Linked DNA regions of Dromaius novaehollandiae: region 2 is linked to region 1. The links are chromatin contacts, called in public Hi-C maps. All regions are on one chromosome and are shown on one strand. Each heading gives the region's core, a stretch centred on a gene start, on an enhancer-like site or on the middle of the called end of the contact. The rest is flanking DNA. Distances are from core to core; before and after follow the strand shown. Region 1 holds the start of FAM3B (FAM3 metabolism regulating signaling molecule B). Region 2 has its middle 26 kb from the start of TMPRSS2.

Region 1 (5,410 bases), core at 1,636-4,135:
TAGACACCTCCTCTTCCTCATCATCAGAAATGCTGTTGTACGTTCCTGATCTAGAAGAAATATATTCTCTTATTTATGAAGCTAAACAATGAAATATCACACTGCAGGTCTGAAATGCTGACAGTTTGAGGTGATCAGATACTTCCTGGACGCATAGGTCTGTACAGTTCATTTACTAAAGGACTATTTTGATCAGTACTTAAATGCTGCCATTTGGAAATGGGCAGCAGTCTAAAGTACGCAGGAAAACTCTGCTCGGTAATGAAACATGTCCTTGAACATAATGGCCCACTCAAGCAAAAAAGGAGGATTTTAGTTTTATAGTCCTGAAAATCAAGTTTTACATAACCAATGTCCAAAAACATTATGTTCACTTTGCCAACTTGTTACAAAATATTTTCTATTGTCTAGCCTACACCTTCCTCATAATAGCTTTTACTCCAGTCCTTGAACCTTAGTGAGGATGAGCACAGATCATTACGAACATTCAAGGTTCTTTTGTAAATAATCCCAGTTTCCCATTTGCTGGATCCCCCCCACAAAAACAACCCCCTTTTAAGATGATGATCAGAGCTCCCAGAAGGTTCTGTATCATTGTACTGAGCAGTCATGAATGCATGGACTTATATGACTGAAAGGAAGATGCTGTGAGAAACATACTATATTTTCATCAGAGGATTAAGACTGGGAGGGTAATATAATGTATCTTCAGAGATAATAAAAAATTTCCTAATTATTATCTCTCTCACCCTACCACTAGTAATAATACAAAACTACACTAAAATAATATTGAAAAATACCCCATCAACATTTGTGTTACATAGTGATTGTGAACATTGACAAACACAAAGTTCCCATACCACAAAGAAAGAAAGAAGCTGCATGCACCAAGTAGAATGAAATTTACTCCCTTCCTTCTCTTTTTGAATATAAAGATTCAGATTTACACATGAAACATTTAATTTGTGAATGAGAGCATGTCACAGTTTTTAAAGACAAAAAACAGAGGAAGAATCAAGTGAAAACTAAAAGAAGTTTATTTAAAGATTCTAGCACTTTTATTTATTTGGGAGGGGGAGGGGGTTGGTAAAGGTCTATGAGCCTGTTAATCAGGTTTTGCATTGCTTATGCTGTTGTTGGCTTGGCAGCTTTATCTTTAAAACCATTTTGAATTGTTTTTATCAGAACTATGAACAAACTCTGGTGTGAACTAGGTTGGAGAGCGCAGCCTTTTGCCTAAGTAGAAGATAAAGTATGAAATGTCTAACTTCAGTTATTACATTCCTGTGTTTTACTTATATTACAAGCTTCTCGGATGTTTCCAAAACATGCCTTTTAACGTTTAAGGAATACATTTGCTAACTCTTCTGCACAATTTGCAGTTAGCTCACAAGACTGTTGCACAACATTTTCATTGTCGAGAAACTTCTGGTTTTGCCTTCACAGATTCGCAAGCCATGAGGGGACAGTGCTGAAGCTATCTACTGGGTCCAGCTCAGCCTTTGAGATTTCCTGAAGTTACACATCATGCACATGTATGCCCTTTTCTGGGCACCTGCATAAACATGCAAAAAACCTAGACAATAGCAGATAAACCATAAGCTCAGACAACCTTAGAACAGTTAAGAGAGCTTAAGATTTCTACGTGTAGTACTCAGAAATTATAAACTCCCAAGTTAGGTCTACATTCACAAGAGCAAGAACATTCTTTCGCTGGTTTTAGGAGCTGTCACTCATCAACCCACTATTACACTCAGAAAAAATGACCGATATGGGAACTGTATGCCGCAGAGAGGCACAGGTGACAGGAACCTTCCTCGCTTCATTTTGCCTTTAAATAGGGTGAGAAGTGCTATCAGCTCAGAGATACTTGGCAGTAGTCACAGCATCAGGGAGATGGGCTGACAGGAACAGGGAGGATGGAAATGTACGGGCAGCCTGGAGGGTGTTGTGGAAGGACGCGCCAGAAAGCAAAGCTGAGGGAAAAGCTGATGGTGGGTCCCATCTTTCAGCTACTCCCAGATTTCCTTTCTCCCTCCGGTGCTGACTTGCACCTCAGCAGCAACTTAAGCATCAAATTTAAGCGCAAGATTCTTTGGTGCTTAAGTGACTTAAAAATGCTCTGCCTGCCGCACCCTGCTAATACACACTCCACCTGCACACAACTGGACTTCCACGGAGGGAGTTAAAAAAAAAAAAGTCCACTGAAGACCCAAGTTTAAATTCATCCAGCCTAAAAATCCTAGCATTGATCGGTTTTTAGGAGCTGGTCCGGAGCTCGTAATTAGGCTGACCAAAATCTGGGGGAAACTGAGCTCCAGGGCAAGGAAGAAGACAGGGACTATGGGGAACTACAAGTTATCATCAACCTTGGAAATGACTGTAACTTTTAGAAGCAAAAAAACGAAGCAAAGAGGGGAAAAAAGAAAAAAAAAAAAGCCTCCAGCCCACTCAAGTGTCCAAGCTGGTACCAAGCCTTTAAAAACTACCCGATCCTCCTCCGCTCAGGCTAAGCGACGGGGCCAGGCCTCAGGCGCCCCCCTCGGCCCCTGGCCGTCCTTCGCCGGGGGCTCGGGGCGGGGGGAGGCGGCAGACGGCCCAGGACAACCCTCCCGGCCCTGGCCCCGCGCCCCCTCCTCGCTCGGCGGGGGAAAGCCCCCGCCGCCCCGAGGCTGCTACTCACTGTGCCGGCTCAGCCACATTTTTCACGGTGGGGGGGGAGGGGACGGGACGGGACGGGCTCTCCGCCCCCCTCCCCGCAGCCGTCCCGCGCTCCTCCTCCTCTCCGGGGCCGGGCAAAGCCCCCCCGCCTCGTCCGGGAGCAACCTGGACAGCGGCGCCGGCAGAGGCAGGGAGGAGGAGAGGCGGCGGCCACCTGCTCGGCCCGCCCCGCCGGCGGCAGCGCCGCTGCTGAGCGCGGCGGGAGCCGCGGGCGATGCGCCACCTCGCGTCGTCGGCCTCGCCGCCGTGGGCCTCGCCGCCCTGCGGCCGCTATTACGGGAGGGGGCGTGAGGTGCCAGGGCGGGCGGCGCTCAGCCGCAGGCACACCTCATGACGCCGTTAAAAAGACAGGCAGTGCTGCCTGATCTCCTTCGTCGTTTAACGGCCGCGGGAAAGACTTGGCTGAGGCCGATGCGTCTCCTTATACCCCGTTGGTGAAGACATCAGAGAGGGCCTGGCAGTGATGGTGGATGTGGCGGCTGTGCATGGCAGAAAGAGACGGTGAGATGAGCAAGCGGAGGGTTATCCGCTGTGCAGACCCGCCCGTAGAGCAAATAAAGTAAAAATGCTAAGAGCTGCCTTATGAAAGGCCCTTAAACGAGCCTCGTGGAAGTCGTGCTGAAAGTCAACCGCCTGAAGAAAAAGCAGCGCACTCATAGGACTAAAAGCAAGACTCGCGCTCCATCCAACAACCTGTTTGAATAGTTGTTTTCCCCCTAGGTTCAAAATAAGCCAGTTATTTTGAAGTCTTTGTTGAACCCAAACCAGAAAGTAGGAAGCAAATAAATACTGTTTTGTTTTGTTTTCCTGGCAGTGATTTGGGTCTCATTATTTTAGCTGATGGTAATTCGTACTTGCTGAGGCCTGCGGAGGCCCAAGGCGCCCTCCTGCCCCGTGGTGGCACTGGGCCTGTGCAAGGCCTACCATGAGGCTGGGCTGCTCCCTGTAGGCAGGTAAATGGCCTTTGCTGGCCTGTGCTGGTGCAAAGCTGCCTAAGCGTCTGTCAGCCCTGCACCTGCACGGAGAAGCTGGCAGCTCAACTCTCATGTTGAAAGACAGCCTTCTGGGGACTGCAGTAGCAACTCGGGTTTGCTCAGGAAACTGAGCTAAAGAGCTCCAAGTTGGGCAAAACCCAAGCAAGGAAGCTCGTAATTTATTTTTTAAAATGTTTGAACAACACTGTAAATTATTATTTTCACTTAAAATCATCTGTTTTAGTTTCTCATAACCTTTATTGCCTCTGCCACAGGTGAAGCACAGAAATGATATGTAATTCAGCAAACAGAAGAATAAAATCCTGTAGAGTATACATACTCCCTCCCACTCAGCTGGACTGGGCCTTCCCTGGACACCGATGAAAGCTATGGATGCTTCCAGTCACTGGAGAAGAGGCATTTCTTGTCTTTGTCTGGGAGCTGGGATTTCACAGTATCCTATAAATGGCAAGTAATTGTTGCTGTTTATTGTCAAACGTACTGGAGCTTGCAAATGAAAAGCAACATCCAATAAACCCTAGGCATGCCAATAATTAAAGTGGTAGTGTGGGACAATAGATTTAAGAAATAAAAAGCATAGGGCAAAAAGGAAAAGGAATTAAGAGTAGGCAAGAGAAAGTTAAGAATATACAATTATTTTCACAAGAATTGTTATCCTATGAGACAGTATATCAGAAAATGATGACATCCCTGTTAATACCTGTTTCAAACTATTCAAGAGTGTATTGTTAGCTTTAAAGTAAAAATAATGTGGCTTAAAACCCAAACACTACAGTTGGTGGTAGCCAAATGAAAAATTCTGCTCGTTTTATTAAAGCAAGGAAAATTAACTAGGACTCAGGATCATTTAACTTTGTGATAAATGTATTGTGTGAGCATTGGTGGGACATGGACTCCATGGATAAAAATTTCAAGCACCCAGGAGCTTTACTGCCACCTAAACACACTACTGTTTAAAAAAAAATAAAAAATAAAAGAGAGAGAGAGAGAGAGATTGGTGACTCTTGAGTAACTGCCTGTTTACCTGCTTTTGCCCCACAAAAAAGATGTGGTAGGTTACAGTTTTTTCATTACTGCCTAAATTACATTGAGCTACACCCAGGCATTTGTTACAAAACCAGGCAGCACCAGCAGTAACTGGTTCGCTTGCCAAAGTCCAAGGATCCAGTGGTCTATAGCTGAGGATATTTTAAATGCCAAAGGACTGGGAAACTTTTAAATGTTTTATTTCAGGTATCAGTTCTGTGTCTGCAGAAGAGCTGCAGTACTGCTCTAGCTCTAGTAATTAATCAAAGGTGTGATACAAAGCACTTTGGAAACATTATTCATATTTTACACATTCATTCTGTAATTCAAAGGCTTAGAAAGAACTTAATAAAACATTAATCTTCACTCTAGAAGCTTGTGAAGCTGACAGACCCTTTGATGATAAGCAGCATAGAAAATGTATTCATGAAATAAGAACGGTCTTGCAGACAGCAAATGGCACAGATGGGTATGTACACAATGCTTTTGCGTTAGTCTTTTTTTAACATCATAAAAGCCAGAGTCCTTGGAAGAAGTTTATGGGCATTTGCTAACACTATAAAATTAGAACAGAACAAGTTCCTGCCTGCCCTTTGAACCTCTGTACCTCCAGAGATGTTTTCTGCATCCACCCCAGTTGGCTAACAAGTTAGCATAAGCATCATTCC
Region 2 (5,410 bases), core at 2,088-4,587, 100 kb before region 1:
TCTCTGACTAGGCATGCCTGTTCATGAGATGTGTGCTTTTGTGCTGAAGCAACAGATTCACAGCAGTAATATATCATCATTTTTCTGCTGAGTTATCTCCTTTTCAGATACCTTATAGTTAATGGCTCTGTAAGACTTTGTTCAGTACTATCTAAAACATCTCTGGTGGAAGAACTTCTACTGTCTCTCTTTCTCTGAGGATGAGGGCTTTTCTACCACTCAAAGTGTTAGGTGCTAAGGTCCTCAGGGGAAGGGAGTATGCACAGCAGTCCCCCCACTCCCTTCTTCTGAAGGGTCATGCATCATTAAATAAATAATACAGCCTAATATACAGTCAATCACAGACTCAACTTTTGCCCTGAGCCTCTTGGAAAACTCTCTAAGCATCTTCTTGGCAGCAGGCAGAGTCTGTCCTGGCACTAACTTTGCCCCCCAAAAGCACACACTTAAACAGGTACCATGATGTGACAAGATCATTAACAGATAGGGAGTGGGGGGAAAGCATTAGCCTCATACAAGACTATAAATACAAGGCATGTAATGAGTGTTGGCAAAGTTTTTCATTTTCCTCCTCACTTGTACTGGGTGCAGGTGACCTACATTCTCCCCTTTGCATCTCACAGCTATGGCAGCTGACCATGCCACAGGGTTTGATCATCAGGGAAGTTTCCCAACAGGCTGTTTTCTTTTCCTTCACAAGGTTTCCTTACCTGGCTTAGAAATTTAACTGTGTTGCCAATTCTTATGATTTTATCACAACTGTCCCACTTTTTTTTTTTAATTAAAATCTCAGCTCCCAAAAGCAAGCAGTTATGCAGAAATCTCAGGTTTCATTAAAAAAAAAAAGTTTCCAGACCTCAGAAATGCTAAGAAAAAGCTTGAAAGGGAACATATGTTCTAAAGGTTAAAAATTTAGAATGAAACACAGGAAAACAACTTCTTTTTTTAAATGAGATCAAGACTGTTCACATTCTCAAGCACCTTTTTTGTACATTTATTTCACCTCCCTCCCCAAGTGAAAAGGAAGGGATGAAGCTTGAGCCAGTTTTGACTGTCTAAGATTAGTATTAGTATTCAGTATTAGTAATCTGATATATAAATCTGATTAGCTTGAAGAGGTCAAAAGTCTTACTTATTGAACTTTCATATGCAAGAAGGAAAGATTATTATAAAACTTGTTCATTGTTCTAATCCCCATCAGGAAAATTAATTGTTTTTGTTTTTCTGTTGTTTACACAGCATTAGGAGAGCATCAGACACTTTATAAACACTGAAGGCTGATCTAAATAACTGAAATACAAATATACAGCCTTTATATGAGGGATGGAATTCTTTAGTTATGTAATACAACCTGTCCCAGGCTGTATCTTTTGCTAAGCAGAATCACAAAGATACAAGCCAGAAGAAAAAGACAGATTCAGTTTAACAACAGCTTTGCTGTTTCTACCAGACAGAAAGTGTCTTTACTAGTAAAAATGCATAAATATCAATTCCATGCACGTGTTTTTGCTTTGCCACAACCATGTAAGCTCTCGACACAAATGCAGCACTATGATCACTTCATATGATGGACTCTGTTTCAAAGATTTTTTTGCTACCTCTGCAAGAGCACTAGGAACTTTCAAGTGCAAACACCTTTGTACAAAGCATGCTATAAACACCACCACAAAGACATGCCCTTCCACAGGGGATTTAAAGCTCACAGTCTAGAATTCAGCCAATATCCCAGGTGAGAAAGTGGACAAACAGCACTAGGTGGAGAGAAGTTAAGTTCACAGACTGGTCCATACATAGCAGAGTGGCTGCTAAGGAGTTTGGAATTTTATTTATGTATTTATTTAATAAGATCCGCTGAAGTGGCATATCTGAGAACTAATATCGGGCCTGAGCCCCTTCAGCTCTGCCACAATGCAGTTCATGATTTCAGTGCATAAAACCCAAATGAACAAACCAGGTCAAATCAGAATCAGGCTCTCAAAATGGAACTCAGTCTTAAGGGGAATTCTCAGCCATGAACTTCCTGAATGAGGTGCAATTAAAATCTCAGTGTTGTGTTCATTTGGGGGGGGGGGGGGGGGGAAATAGTTTCAATATTCCATTTCCTTGTTAAGCAGTCACATATTAACGCCAGACATTTAATGACAAATATTTGTGGAAAGCATGCAACATCCACATTCCAATAATCCTTCTTGCAACTGATTTTATGTTTCCCAATACATACCATTTTAAACAAAAAAGTTAAAGAAAAAGACAGCAAACACTATGCAGCTGAAGTCCAGACCACCATTTGCTCCAGCAGCCCAAATGGGATGACCCCAATTTGACAGCACTAAAGCCCCTGGAAACCCCCCCCCCCCCCCCCTTTTTTTTTTTTTTTTTTTTTTTTTTTTTTTTTTTTTTTTTTTTAAGTCTCACTTACACAAGACAGTCCTCAGTTGTTGTTAGGCAACACATGATGGACACTGGATGAGCTCCAGAAAGCCCTTGAACACCCCTGAACTCTACGCAACAGCAAAGGGACTTTTCTTATCGCTCTGAACCAAAAACTCATGCACGCAGCTCAAGATTTAGGTGAAATCTGCAGCTCTAAGCATTTTTTTTAATTAAACAAAAGCATATATCCCAAAGGAGATTCCTCCATATTCCTCCACATGGAATAATGACAGGTGACAACACTTCTCTCTTAATTAGACAGCCAGACTCCTCCTGGGCCCTCTGATTTCTGCTAAAACCAGATCCTTTTTCCATTGGCTGCTGTGCTCCAACTGTGTAGACCTAATTTGCTGTAGCAGAAAGCATGATTGGTCCAACACCATCATCCATCCCTCTGAGGGCAGCAGCCTTTGTGCAACACTTCAGGGCAGTTAGATCACTTTGAGAAAAGCGCTAAGAAATGTAAATCACACACTCTTGTTTTCTTCCCCTCTCCCAACACACTTTACAGTAGTATTTATATTTATCTCACGGCACATTCCTCACAAAAATAACCCTCAAACAAGATGAGCAAAGCTCATCTGTTATTTGACAAAGCTTTGGGAAGTGGTTCCTGGGGGAGAAGAAAGGGCCCCCGATTTACTGGCCAAATTACCTTGCCATCATATTCATATAGCTGGATGCCTTATGATGCAGTCACTGGAGTCAAGCCCATTTCAAGGTGAAAAAAGACACTTATCATCTAGCCAGAAACACATACACGATGTTTATTTAGCCTCCTCTAGCTACAGAGGAGCGCGCGACCCGACCCGCCCACCCGCTAACCTCCTCCTCTTCCTGCTCCTCTCCCTGGGGCACCGCCAAGGCCTGTAACGTCCCTCTCCTCCCGCCCCCCGTTTTCAAACCCCGAGGCTGTTGGGCTGACGCAGTTCCCCTCTCCTCCGCGAGGGGCCGGGCCGGGCCGCGCCCCGCTTCCCGCCGCAGCCCCGTCGCTGGGGCGGCGGCGACCCCTGCCGGCCGTCCTGGCGCCGCGGAGGCCCAAATACAGCCCGGTACGACGGGACCTACCTCACCCCCCCTTAAAAACACAAAACAAACAAACACCCACACAGACCCAAGCGGACAGCATCAGCAAGTCGTTACACTGAAGGTCCCACCATTCTGTCCTATGCAGTTCAAAACGAAATTCTTCTTCAGGAAATGGGGATTTCTGTTTAAATACGGCAGACGAGGGGCACAGACCACCATACTCGGACGCATCCCTACAGCAACACCATCACACTTTCCAGCCAGGGGCCTTGCCTGGACAAATCAAGCAGTACTAGGATGGTTGGCGTTTGAAGCTCCAGTACATCCATACAAAGCATTTCTGTTTATTACTCCACTTTGCCTTACGCTAGTGCAGTAACCATTCTTTCATCAAATTTCACATCCACTTCTCACAGGTGGTGTTAAATTTGCTTCACGCAGGAGCAGCAAAACCAAGGAATTGCCTTTTACTAATGCAAAACGCAACCCCAAGATGTTATATTTCTCCCTTTTGCTTTCAAAACAGAGTGTCCATGAGCAGGCTTGTGATGTAAAGACTAAAGGCAAGACCAAATAAGAAAGAGAAAAAACACACCCTGTTTTCACTCTCACCTGTTACCTCATAGCCCTCAGAGACAGGACCTCTGCTGAAAGAGCTGTTATCAGGAAGCTACAGCAATCAAATCCCTTAGCCAGAGAGACATACTGTCTTCTATAAAACAGGTATGTGCACAAAGGCAGCAAAAGGAGAACTTAATACTCACTCCCACCTTGTGCTGCTTCTGCAAGCAATGAAAATGAGATGCAAAGCAGCTGGGAAGCCCTCAGAAAATCACAGCTGCAGGTAACTTTCCCACATCACTGAGCTATAGAGGTGTGGCTCTGCAGAAGAGAGTGGTTTCAGCTATATTTCAGGGCAAGTCATTGACTTGAATTAGGGGATTGTTGCTGCATGGCAATTTTGTTCTTGTGCATTGGCCTGGATGGGCCCTTTTTTAGCAGGGGAACAAATCAAGACAACTTTTGGGATTGTTGAAACTAGCGTGTGGAGATACAACCTGCTTCCCCTCACTGCTCCTTGTGCTGGATCACTCCTGATGCAATATTAATGTGACTTAGCTTGTGCAAATAGAGAAATCAGCAGCTGGAACTTTTCTGTGGCAAGTGACTGGTGTGATGTGGCACCACACCCTGCCTTGCTGCTTCCAAATATATCTTCTAAAGTAAGAGACCTATCATTTCTTAAAGATGAACTAAACACTGTTCAAATTAGAGAGATAACAAGGAATGGTGATCTCAAAATAATAGACTGTAAATAAACAAGCATCATAATGGTCAATAAAAAGCTGCATACAACAGTTTTGTTTTTTGTCTAGCCAAATAATGGAGTCAGCTATGCCTGGTAAAGTACTTGATCTGTAACCTTTCAGTACTGACAGGTCGAATAGCCCCCTCAGTTTGAGAAGCTGCAGCCTGTCTGTGGGCAGCAGCATTGTGCTTTCTGTTCTAGACCTACCTGAGATGGAGCCATGTCCATCTCTCTTTCTATTTTTACTTCTTCTTTACATTGCTTCACAGCCATCCAGTTATGCGTACACATCTCTTTCTGCTTTCTGTCTCCTTTAGCGTACCCCTTTTCAATTCATCTGCTGCTCCTCCACAGGACCATCTTACGCACAGCTTCAGCTCCCCGTAAATGTTTCTCCTGGCCCTCAGACAAAACATGTTGCTTGCCCCTCTGCTTCCCTGTACAATCTCTGTTGTTTCATGTCCCTCAGCCTCCAGTTCTCAGCCTCTCCTACTTGCTCCGCAATACCTGCAGAATTGAAATACATGAGTTATCTAATTCTGACGTGAAAGGTATTCCAGAGTTTAAGTCATCAGATAATTAGCTTTTAGTCAGATGAGGGCAGTGTTGCAAAACATGTTGGCTCCAGCCGCCACACTT

Evidence for each region. Hi-C and Micro-C count contacts between places; a contact is called where the count stands out from the background.
Region 2: a contact with region 1 is called in a Hi-C map of liver, with 8 times the contacts expected there. The contact joins the enhancer-like site here to the promoter of FAM3B in region 1. A contact is called at or near these places in 2 of 4 Hi-C or Micro-C datasets (brain and liver).

What each region holds. Positions count from the first base shown.
Region 1 is chr1:121,187,501-121,192,910 of bDroNov1.hap1, reverse strand. It overlaps FAM3B (FAM3 metabolism regulating signaling molecule B), which reads right to left and starts at 2,885. Exons shown (of 8, transcript XM_026121587.2): 1 at 2,684-2,885. The coding sequence starts at 2,702.
Region 2 is chr1:121,292,393-121,297,802 of bDroNov1.hap1, reverse strand. No RefSeq gene overlaps it. Among named protein-coding and RNA genes, the nearest start is that of TMPRSS2, 26 kb to the right of the region's middle. Within about 2 kb of position 3,337, at least 2 of the 2 cell types and tissues checked have open chromatin away from gene starts, as enhancers often do.